4 separate regions of the Mus musculus genome follow, and all the other regions are linked to region 3. The links are chromatin contacts, called in public Hi-C and HiChIP or PLAC-seq maps. All regions are on one chromosome and are shown on one strand. Each heading gives the region's core, a stretch centred on a gene start, on an enhancer-like site or on the middle of the called end of the contact. The rest is flanking DNA. Distances are from core to core; before and after follow the strand shown.

Evidence for each region. A called contact is a pair of places that touch in the nucleus more often than the background predicts. HiChIP or PLAC-seq counts read pairs in DNA pulled down with a chosen protein or histone mark.
Region 1: a contact with region 3 is called in an H3K4me3 HiChIP or PLAC-seq map of embryonic basal ganglia, with 3 times the contacts expected there. The contact joins two enhancer-like sites. A contact is called at or near these places in 1 of 484 Hi-C or Micro-C datasets (nephron progenitors) and 2 of 115 datasets of contacts at active chromatin or transcription factors (embryonic basal ganglia and trophoblast stem cells).
Region 2: a Hi-C map of cerebral cortex shows a contact between it and region 3, with 2.3 times the contacts expected there. The contact joins two enhancer-like sites. A contact is called at or near these places in 2 of 15 datasets of contacts at CTCF or cohesin (embryonic stem cells and large pre-B cells), 7 of 484 Hi-C or Micro-C datasets (the HPC-7 cell line, bone marrow-derived macrophages, cerebral cortex and 3 more), 4 of 115 datasets of contacts at active chromatin or transcription factors (differentiating embryonic stem cells, embryonic basal ganglia, extraembryonic endoderm stem cells and 1 more) and 1 of 9 other capture datasets (embryonic stem cells).
Region 4: a Hi-C map of cerebral cortex shows a contact between it and region 3, with 3 times the contacts expected there. The contact joins two enhancer-like sites. A contact is called at or near these places in 2 of 15 datasets of contacts at CTCF or cohesin (embryonic stem cells and pro-B cells), 12 of 484 Hi-C or Micro-C datasets (the C10 cell line, CD4 T cells, the HL-1 cell line and 6 more) and 7 of 115 datasets of contacts at active chromatin or transcription factors (acute myeloid leukemia, embryonic basal ganglia, embryonic stem cells and 3 more).

Annotation. Positions count from the first base shown.
Region 1 is chr14:64,232,364-64,235,063 of GRCm38.p6, forward strand. Msra (methionine sulfoxide reductase A) reads right to left here. Exons shown (of 6, transcript NM_001253712.1): 4 at 1,466-1,570. The region is part of intron 2 of Gm52132 (a long non-coding RNA gene); the gene reads left to right. Among named protein-coding and RNA genes, the nearest start is that of Gm52132, 18 kb to the left of the region's middle. Within about 2 kb of position 1,263, at least 20 of the 459 cell types and tissues checked have an H3K27ac peak or open chromatin away from gene starts, as enhancers often do. A contact at or near this core is called in embryonic basal ganglia, where this site is marked.
Region 2 is chr14:64,138,134-64,140,833 of GRCm38.p6, forward strand. The region is part of intron 5 of Msra (methionine sulfoxide reductase A); the gene reads right to left. Among named protein-coding and RNA genes, the nearest start is that of 9630015K15Rik, 23 kb to the left of the region's middle. Within about 2 kb of position 1,403, at least 55 of the 459 cell types and tissues checked have an H3K27ac peak or open chromatin away from gene starts, as enhancers often do. A contact at or near this core is called in cerebral cortex and forebrain, where this site is marked.
Region 3 is chr14:64,532,771-64,535,470 of GRCm38.p6, forward strand. No RefSeq gene overlaps it. Among named protein-coding and RNA genes, the nearest start is that of Mir124a-1hg, 54 kb to the right of the region's middle. Within about 2 kb of position 1,286, at least 41 of the 459 cell types and tissues checked have an H3K27ac peak or open chromatin away from gene starts, as enhancers often do. A contact at or near this core is called in cerebral cortex, embryonic basal ganglia and forebrain, where this site is marked.
Region 4 is chr14:64,172,399-64,175,164 of GRCm38.p6, forward strand. The region is part of intron 5 of Msra (methionine sulfoxide reductase A); the gene reads right to left. Among named protein-coding and RNA genes, the nearest start is that of Gm52129, 26 kb to the right of the region's middle. Within about 2 kb of position 1,328, at least 40 of the 459 cell types and tissues checked have an H3K27ac peak or open chromatin away from gene starts, as enhancers often do. A contact at or near this core is called in cerebral cortex, where this site is marked.

The DNA of each region.
Region 1 (2,700 bases), core at 13-2,512, 300 kb before region 3:
AGGACCTTGCTTTGGGCTTTCTGGATTCCTAATGTGGGTCTCCCCGGTGGTTTAGAAGCTCGGAGCATTCTATCTCGACCCCCGGCTTTACATGACATAACCGAATGTCTGCAGCACCCGAGGAAGACTCACTAGCATGAGCTCTTGGATACAAGCAACAGCCAGAGTTTCCTATCTCTGCTGTCAAGGTGGTCTTACACATGTGATAGGGCAACCCAGCGGTCCAAACTCTGGTGACAACAAACCTTTGGACTGCAGTGCTCTTGTCCCTGTAGGCCTTGACCTACTGGCCCACATCTCCGCTCTCACCTCACCTCAGGACCCATCCCCATAGAAAACCAGACATTTCCATTACCGCTCCAACCAGGTCTTAACCCTAATGTACCTGGCGGGCTCACCTGATGATGTAACAACTCTCTCTCTCTGCTGTACTTGCCTTCGCTCTGATCTTTGATCTTTGCAAATGACCCCCATAGTGGGTAGTTCTAGTGGGGCAAAATGGGGGACACACTTGATACAACACACAGCACTTAAGACCCACCAACTTGCTCTGTTGGGCTCATGCTAAGATTTTACCACAAGCACAAACGTAGCTAGAAATCTCCACTCCTTAAGAGATTGTCAATATGCAAACCTCTCACAGAAAATGCCAAAGGGAAACTTGTTTATGTGAGTAGACAAAGGCTGGGCAAAGGATGCTTGTGCAAGATCCCAGTTCAGAAGCCTCTCCGTGCCCGAGCAAGGCACTGATAAAGCCACCCTTGTAAGGAGGCTAGGATGTAGTGGAGAAATCTTTCACTATTTACTGTAGTATTAGTCAACGGGAGACTTTCTGCTTGTGAGTGTATCCGAATAATGTATTTGGCCACCAGATACTGTTTGTAGTCAAAATACATTAATATCCCCACATGACATATTCCAAAGAGGACAAATGAAACGTTTGGATAGCCCAAGTTGCATTATGGACTACTGAACACTGTTTTTCACCTTTATATTCTTTTTGTTCCTTCTTGTAATCACCCACAGACATTTCTTTAAAAAACAAACCCGATAACGTCAAAAAGATGAGAAAAGCTAAACTCTGAGAAAACAAAGGGACCATAAATCAGGGAAACTGTGGTTACTGGGAAGACACTTTAATTTTGTAGACAAAAGGCTGCATTAAGGAAGAATAATGCAATAATCAAAGGTGAAGGGATCGCCATTGTCTGGCGTCTTTCTCTGTGGGAATTTTCCCACCCCTGACAGCTGTAATGGGGGGAGGGGCGCTGGCTGTGGCTGCGCCTTTATTCTCTTACCCCCCACTCCCCATGTGCTCCCGCCCCGTTCCGTCAGTAAATGTCTGCAATCATATTCTTGAGCTCCTGTGTGATTTCAAGGTTCATCTCTCCCATGCAGCTCAAACACTAATTATCCCAGCTGTAATTAGTAAGATAATTAAATACTGGCTCACTCATCACTCTACCTTGGGTCGGGTCGTGATTCTCCCAGAAGACCTTGAGCAGTTCCTCAAAGCTGATGTGCTCTGGCCGGTACACAACCCGGACGACTTCGGCGTGGCCAGTTTTTTCTACAGAGAGACAGAACATACAACCCAATTTTACTGATAACATCAAGTCATTGCAAGCTACTGGGGCTCCAAAGATCCTGCAGATGGGAGCTGGACTTTTCTCTCTGATGGAAGGGTACAAGTGTAATTGGATTTCAGTTGCTGGTCTCATCCCCAGTCTCAGTCCCCGGTTATAAAAGCATAGTTATCCTCCCTGGAGATTCCCGGGATGAAGACTTCTGTGTCTTTCATATGAGAACTCAACTCCATTTTCATTTTCCCCCCACCCCCACATTTATTCATGTGTGTGGGTTCATGTGTGTGGGTGTGCATATGGAGACTTCAAGTCGACGTCAGGAATTATTCCTGATTGCTGTTCTACCTTATTCACAGAGGCAAGACTCCTCAGTCAAACTAGAGCTTGATCATACAGCTAGTCTTGTTGCTCTGAGGATCTTCTATCTCTCCCTGCTGCTGGACTTTACAGGTGTGCTGCTGCTTTTATGTGGGGGTTCTGTGGAATCTGAACTCCATTCCTCACCCTTAGACAGCAAGTGCTATAACTGCTGAACCATGTCCCCAGCCTGGATTTTCATCTTCTAGTCTCATTTTTATGAAATCGAGAGCCAATCAGTCTGACCTGGTGCTCAGGAGTGAAAACTCTGAAAGGGGACTTTCCCAATTTCTTTTTACATTACTCTAACTACAAGGAGTAGGCTCAGCTGAAGTACAGACCAGAATAATGCTAGAGAGAGAAACCTTCAGAAATAGACTGAGAACTCATCCCTATTAGGTAAATTAGTGGTAAGACACAGTTGCCGTGCTCTGAACACTGAGTCAGAGACAAGCACCCAGGAGTTGTATTTTCTCAGCCCAGTTCCTCTCTGTAGTGAATATCTGTGCTAGAAAATGTCCTTTGCAGTGTTCACCGTAGCGGGTTTATTCTCACAGGCAATACTGAAGATTCAAGAATGGGGAACGAAGTGCATGCCTGTGTATTTCTTATAGCTGTCAAGGTCATGTTCTTCCTGTTGGCCAGTCTCAGAAGCATGTAGGAACAGGGCCCCTTCCCACACAACACAATCTCTGTATTCAAATCTGTGCACGCTCTCTTTTCTGTCGCCTTGTGTATCATAAAAAAATTGGCCTTG
Region 2 (2,700 bases), core at 153-2,652, 390 kb before region 3:
ATGCAAGCCTTACCATAGTCCCACCAACACCTCCAAGCTCTAGCCACTACCTGCCTTTGTCTATCTGTCGCCCTTAAGCCAGTCTTGCTTGTTCATGTTACTGCTTTAAAATGGGTCCCCCAACACCGACCATGGACACAGGGGACTGAGGAAGCTTAACTGTGAAGGTTCAGGGTTTGTCATTATTCTCTGCTCTGTGAAATGTGGCTCTCTTTTTTTGTCCTCTGTTCAAGAGCACACACACACACAACTCATAAACTCTCCCAGCCCTGAGAGAAGTCCCAGAAGTTTCTCCAGTCCGTGAACCTCATGGTGCACTAGCGTGGCAGAGAAGTAGCCTGAACCACGGATTTTACAGAGAGAAGAAAATTCCTACATACCTTGCAGAAGTCAAAAATCAGAAGCAGACAAATGGGGGACAACACTGCTGTTTATGCTTGAGGGTGTTCTGAAGTGACAGAGGGGTGTGAGAGGTACAGGGCTGATAGTGCTGAGGACAGAAGACACCCACAAGTCTTGAGCCATGCTGCCCCAACCCTCAGAGAGCTGAAAGCTGCTTCTCTGGGAACCCCATAACCCTTTTCCCCGATACCTTATCTACTTTCACGACTTTGGCCAACCGAGTCCTTCAACCTTTCCACACTTGACTTGGCTCACTTCTAAAATGACAATATTCTCCTTTGAGGTGTTTCTTAAGCTCACAAAATACAGCAAGTGGGCCTTACTTTTATTTTCCGGATGGATAACAGAAACTTAGAGAGGTCCAGTTGCTTGCCCGAGGTCACACAGCTGACAAGCGGCCATGGACCAAAGGAGACCAGACTGGGCCATCAGTATTAGACTTTCTGCCAGTGCCTCTAGATGGAAACACTATCTTGCCTCTCCTCCTGGACATGGGATGACTCCTTTTCTAGCTCCAGCCTGGCTGACAGGCACCAGGCTGTCACTCCACAGAGAGTTACGCGGAAGGGTGGAAGGAGAGTCCGACCTTGTGTTGGGAAAACAGGAGACAGTGCAGGCTTCTGCTGTGTCATTCAGATCCCATTCAGGTCACTCCGGGTACCTGATTGACTCCCCACCATCCTTTGTACTTTGTGGTCCACAGTATGTGTGCATGCACATGTGCACACACTTGGTGTTGACCTCTGATTCTTTCCACCACTCCCACGATCCCCAGCACTCCGGAGGATGCCCTTTACTCCTTGACTATCCAGATTCCAACTAAGTATCACGAAGGGAAGAAGGAAAATGGCTGGGTAAGGAGCACAGAGCTTTATTCTGCCCCCATCCCTCTGTCTCCCTCTTTGAGAACCTGGCACTGGGAACATAGCTCTTGCCTGCCAGGGACAGAGCAGCAGAGACTTGGCCGTGGTCTCAGCCAGATGTCACTCTCATCTGGCGGCCTTGGCTAGCTCAGTGTTTGGAATGAACAGCCCAAACATGGGGCAGGCGGGGCCCCTGCAGGGATGTGGGCAGAAAAGCTGAGCCCTAGCAATGCCCACAACTCTCTGTTTAAGGTGCAGGCAGGCAGCAGGAAAGGGGACATCAGAAGGGCAGCCACTTTCCCTTCTGACCCCTTCTCCTCCTGGATCCCTATCTCAGCTGTGGATGTGGCCCTATCTTGTTATTTTACCAAGAGACCAGACTCCCACTCACCTCTCTAGGGGAACAGCTCCCGGAAGTCTTGTGTGTCTTCCGTACACAGGACTCCACTCAGGATAACAGATGGAAGGAGCCAGGAGTGGCCCAGGCCCTGCATCTGGAGGCCTGGGGCCACTGCAGCTTAACCTTTGTAGCCTCACTGGGCCAAGGCCAAAGTCATACCTAGGGAGCTATGAAAATCCCATCCTGCACTGCACCAAATGAACCAGCAAAGACATACACAGTCCTGCTACCATGATGGATAGTGAGCTGGGCCTGTCTGGAACAAGGAGCCTCTAGATTCACAGACTGTCAAATGCTGAAGGGTCCCAGGCTGAGGTGGGGGCCCCTAGAACCTTGTGGGGGGGGGTTCTAAGAGGATGCTGGCTTCACCTGCAGCCAGAGGCAAGGTGCCTCAGAATAGAGTGAGGGTTGATCAGTATGTCAGGGACCGCATCATCATGTGCAGGGGGGTGGCACCGTGTGCTGCCTGCCAACGGGCCCATTTCGGTCACCATCTGCAGCAGAGAGTGGGACACCTGTCAGAAACAGCTGCTGACGGCAGATCGGAGTGTGTGTGTGGGTGCTTTGTGGTGGCCTGGAGCCGGGCACGCTGCCGGCCCACAGGAATGCCAACCGTGGACCTGGTGTGGAGAGAGGCGGTGAGAGAATCCCACTCCTCACTTCCACATAGGCAGGGCAATCACCGAAACTTCCTGCCTCCCTGGACATAGATTCCACCTGTTGTCTCTCTCATGGACAGAAGAGACAGCAGGGTTCCCTGTGGTGAAAGAGAAATGCCAGAACAATCCAGGAGAGAGCCTAAGACCTCCTGTAGTGAATACCCCAGGCATCTCTGTGGAGGGAGGGGGGAATGGCAACTGGGTATGTTCCTGGCTCTGTTGGAAAGAGTGTCCCCATGTGTGTGGCACTGAAGTAATAGGTTGGGCCCTTTCTTATATGGTCCACCCTGATGGGGTTTAATCTTTCAAAGTATCTGGACTTTTCTTTTTAGATAAATGAAGTTCAGTTCATCAACATAAAATAAAAAACTTTAAT
Region 3 (2,700 bases), core at 36-2,535:
AAGCTCCCATCCGCCGCCATCAGCTGTACCCTAGTTTCCTCCTCTCTCCAAGGGGAATACAATGAGTCCCTCCTAAGCTGAGTACAAGTGTAAAGAAAGAGGTGCATGGGAGTATCAATGCATCCCCGATAAGTATGGCAGACTTTAGATCCCGTTCCACCAAGGAGTAGACTACCAGGGCTTAAGAGGCTCCTTATCACATGATTCTTCACCTAGAATTTCAACTCCCTGGTCAGTTATAATGGGGCTCAGTATGGGTTTGGGAATTTCTGTTGACACAGGGTCTCACTCTCTAGCCCTGGATGACCTATAATTCACCATGTAGACCAGGCTGGCCCCCAACTCCAGAGATCCACCTGCCTCTGCTCTAGGTGCTGAGATTAAAGGACCATGTCCCCACACAGTCCTGGACAAGACTATTGTGCTTATTTACTCTAAAGTCACTTTTATGTCTCAGATGGCAGTAGAGAGCCTTGCATCTCCATCATTCAGTCTCCCTACCAGAGTTCACAGGGCACCTCTACATCGAAAATATCATTCTCCATGGTGAGGAATTCTAACCCACATCCACTGTAGCCAGGCTCCCAGAGACCCCGGGAGAGGGACACTGACCAGGCCCTATACACTCATGGACCCAGAGTTTCTTTTTCTCTGCCTCTGGGATTATCTAAGGGATTGGAAGATTTTTAAACCACTCCAAGCCGCTTGACTGCGCATGACGCCAGGCCTGCTGCAAAAAACAGACCCTGCCAAGCAGGGTGCTGCTTACCAAAACAAGATCTTTTTAATCTTTTTCTTTCCATTTCCACTTTATTTCCTAACCAAGAAGTGCACAATCCCAAGAGGAAAAATCAGCTCTCCCTTCTCTCTCCATCTCTCTCTGTTTGTCTCCAACCCTCCCCTGAGCATCTCCCTCAGCCTCCTTCTTGCCCTCCCATCTCTCTCTCCTCTTTCCCCACCCCCTCTAGCTTTTATCATTTTAAGCTGCGCGCATGCCATTCTTCAGGGGATTAAAGTCAAATTTAGTCTTCTGCAATTGTTATTACCTACCCCTTGGCTTATGAGATGCATTTGCCTGCATTTGTAATGCATCAATAACTTCCACTCTCCTCCACTGGAAAACAATGCATTATATTAAATAGCCTGTGTCTAGCCTTGTATTGAAACAGACGATAAATTAGGACTTCCAGCTCTTGGTTTTTTACTGATTCCTAAACCTGCCAGTTACATGCCTGTCCGCCCCGCTGAACATTCTCTCTGAAGCTGAGAATGCACAAAGCCCTTGTTCACCGGGCCTCCTGTCTCCATCACTCCTGCCGGCTGTCTGTTTCACACCACCAAGCAGATTGTAATTGGCAGGATGAGGTGCAGAAATAGGCAATGGTTTGAATATGCGGTTTTCAGCACACACAATCTCTCTCTCTCTCTCTCTCTCTCTCTCTCTCTCTCTCTCTCTCTCTCTCTCTCTCTCTCCCTTCCTCCCTCCTTCCCTCCCCCTTTTTAAAACACACACACACACAGAGTCTGTCTTACAATATTTTACAGACTTAGGAACTTGGCATGTGAAGATTCTGATGAGAATCGCCTGAGTACTGCAGCCCTCGGGTTAGAAGCTGAGAAAGGGAACAGTACAATCAACTGCCAATGCCAGCCTCGTCCACAGCAGGGCCTTCTGGGTCCTGGATAGGTGGTGTGGCTTTGGAAATATGCCCTAATGAGAATGGGTACTGAGACCTGAGATCTGCAAAGTGTTCCCAAGGGTCAACACTGTCCTGTCAGGATGTGTGTGCCGTCAGTCCTAGAGTGAGTTAGCAGAACCCTGGAAGGAGGAATCCAGCTCACAGAATATTGTCAGGGAAATGGAAACTCCACCATCAATCTGGCTGTCCAGTCATTTTATTGACTGTTTTAGAGACAAAGTCACACGGGTTCCAGGCTGTTCTCAAACTCGCTATGTTGCTAAGAATGACCTTCAACTTATGATCCTCCTGCTTTTACCTCCTGAGTGCTGGGATTACAAAGCCTGGCTTATGCAGTGTTGGGGATCAAACCCAAGACTGAGCAGGCTGTGCTATGCAAGCATTCTGAGCCACTCCCCCAGTTCAGCACTCCTCGGTTGCTGGATCACCCAGCAGGACTTCTCACTCTTGGTCTTCTTGGCATTTTAGCCAGGTATCTCCTTGCTGTGAAAGCATTCTGTACATTTGTAGGCTATTCCCCAGCAGCCCTGGCCTCTGCCATCTATGCCAGTAGCATCTCCCTCAAGTCGTGAGAATCAAAACTATCCCCAGGGGGCTGGAGAGATGGTTCAGCAATTAAGAGCACTTTCTGGTCTTCCAGAAGACCCAGGTTCATTCCCAGTACCCACATCAGGCACCTCACAACCATTTATAACTCCAGCTCTAGGGGATCTGATGCTTCTGGCCTCCATAGGCACCTGCACTCATCTGCCAGTATCCACATAGTGTTATATAATTAAAATATAGTTAAAAAAATAATTAAAAAAAAAACTATCTTCAGATACTGCGGAACAGTCCTTGCAGGGTACACCTACCCTACAATAGGAGAGACATATTTAGTCTCAGCCAGCACATGGTCACTGCACTTCAGAACCAATAAGGACAAAGAGTTCACCTAGTGCAGAGGCTGGGAATCCAACATCAAGGTGCTGGCAGGTCTGGCTTCTTCTGAAGCCTGTCC
Region 4 (2,766 bases), core at 78-2,577, 360 kb before region 3:
CCCCCAAGCTCTGCAGGTATATGCATGTCCATTCTTTTTTAAATTTTTTGAAGATGTATTTATTTCATTTTATGTGTATGGGCATTTTGCCTTCATGTATGTCTGTGCACTATGTGTGTGCCTGGTGCCTGAGGAGGTAAGAAGACAGAATTGGACTCCCTGGAACTGGAGTTCTAGATTTTCTATAGGTTCTTGAAATCCAACTTGGGGTCCTCTGCAAAAAACAAGTGGTCTTAACTGCTGAGTTATTTCTCTAGCCCCTGTTCATTCTTGTCTGACCTGAAGGCTGCTACAGGTTGATGTTAAGAACAGAAGGGGTGCTGGGTGGAGAGGTACAAGCCTTTAATCCCAGCACTCAGTGGGCAGAGACAGGTGGATCTCTGTGAGTTTGAGGCTAGCCTGGTCTACAAAGCAAGTTCTAGGACAGCCAGCGCTACAAAACCCTGTCTCAAGGAAACAAAACTAAACAAGAACTGAGTGGGGTTGGAGGGCCTTCTCTAGCACAATGGCAGGTCAAGACAGGCTAAGGAAGAGTGGGAAGGGAGCAGGGCCAGGAGTCCCGGGTTCAAGTGTGCTTTGCCCATGACTCAGCAAGTACCTTGGTCCAGGAACTCCAGCTTGTCCTGCCTAAGTTTTCTGTGACCCACAGAAAGGAAACCCAGTGCGATAAGGCTGAGGTAGTCTGGGGTTAGGGTAGGATGCACTGCTCTAGGCCTATGGACCTGCAGTTCTCCACAGAGCCAGGCAAGGAAGACGTTAATATTCTCAGTCTATAAGTAGCTCCTGCGGTTGCAGATAAAATTAAATGGCATGACTATTTTGGTAGAAAGTCAGGTAAAAAAAAAAAAGCCGAAAAATAAGCTCTCTGTCAAATGCCAATCCCCACCCCCCATCCGCCACACACACCCTGTTCTTTTTTTACGCCCATTTGGTATTTGTTTTTAATTCTGGCTGATTGTCAATTTTAAAACCTGATGCATAGCGTGGCTTGCTATTCCGGAGGCGTTATTTTAAGATAAAACAATGTAAATTCTGCCTTGGGATGGCAGATGGCTGGCAGTTCGCTGTTTGGCAATGCAACTGGTATGGTATGTTGAGGATTGAGAGCAGCAGGTACAGGGCTCAATTCGAAACCGCCACAGATGCTCGGAGGGAGCGGGGGAGGGGCGCAAGCTGGTCAGGAAATCGAGTACGGTACTGGGAGCTCAGAGGGGGGAAAAAGATGGTAACTAGCTGAAAGTTTGCTTCTTCTGGGCTCTTCTCACTCTCTTTCTTTGTCTTTGGCTGCTCTGTGGAGATTCGGAAAGGCCCTTAGAGGTCAAGAGCTGGTGAATGCTTCTCATTTTGCTTCAGCTCAGTCTGATGGGTAAGGCCTGGGCTCCTTGAGAAAGCACAAGGCAAGGACAAAGGAGATAAAGGAAATCTGAATGTGTTTTTCCACAGAGACATGCAAATGGCGGCATCAAGCAGGGAGCCTGCACCTAGTGCAGACATTGTAGGGAGGACGGACCAGAGTCTGAGGAAGACACAGAGCACTGCCAAAGGCAGTTTCTCACCTGAAGAGCCTCACTACAAAATCTTCCCTGTCACCTTCACTGTGGGGCCAGAGAGTGACCAGGAGTTGGGTGCTGACCTGGAGAGGAAGAGGTCAGAGGGGGTCCATTCAGAGCCAGTGAGGACTGCTGAATGCTTTTTAAAAAGGTCACTCACCCGCAGTCTCCCCTTAGAATCTCAAAAAGACTCAACAAGCAAACTCCTCTGTGTGATTATGTGATTGCTGTGTGTGTGTGTGTGTGTGTGTGTGTGTGTGTGTGTGTATGCATGTATGTGTGTGTGTGATTGTTTATATGTGTGTATGTGTGATTGTGTATGTGAGAGATTGTATGAGTTTGTTGCCTGTGTATGTTTGGGTGTATGTGTGTGTGTGTGACTGTATGTGATTGTGTGTGATTGTGTAATTGTGTATGAGAGTGACTGTGTGTGACTGTATGTGATTGTATGTGTGTGATTGTGGTTTTGTGTTGTGTGAGTGATCATGTGAGTGATATGTGGCTGGCTGTGTATGTGAGACTTTGTGTGATTGTGTATATGTGTTTGACTGTAATGCATTTCAGTGTGTGTAATTGTGTGTATGAGTGTGTGATTGTGTGTGTTTGAGTGTGTATGTGAGACTGTGTGTGTGATTGTGGGTAGTATGTGTTGTGTGTGTATGTGATTTGAACTCTTTAAACTCTTTTTCTTAGTCTTACAGTGCTGGGAACACACATGGCTGCTTTTGCTGATGGCCCCCTGGGTAATGCCTGAAGCAATGTCTCTATGAGGCTGCTGAAGGTCCCGAGCACAGCTGAGGCCAGAGGACCTGGCTTGGATGATGTAACTCCAGAGTAAGACTCCCTCCTAACCTAACCTAACCTAACCTAACCTAACCTAACTAACCTAACTAACCTAACCTAACCTAACAAACTTCAGAGTGCCATGATCCTAAAGAGTCACTGTATTCACTATGCAGGTGAATTCCCCAAGGACCCCTTCCCCTTCCCTTTCTGGTGTCTTGGCAGAAAAGACAAGCTAATCAAAATTTAAATTCACGGGCTCCTCTGGACCCTGAGTGATGAGCAAATGCTCTGTGAGTCTTTAGACCGGTCGAGGCTGTGTGCTGTCTCCTCAGCTCAGCTTGGCCGGGATGCCATCCGCACATAGGCTCCCACCCTCAGCTGAGGGAAGAGTTATTCCTCTCAACAAACCTTTAGTAGCTAGAGTCCCTAG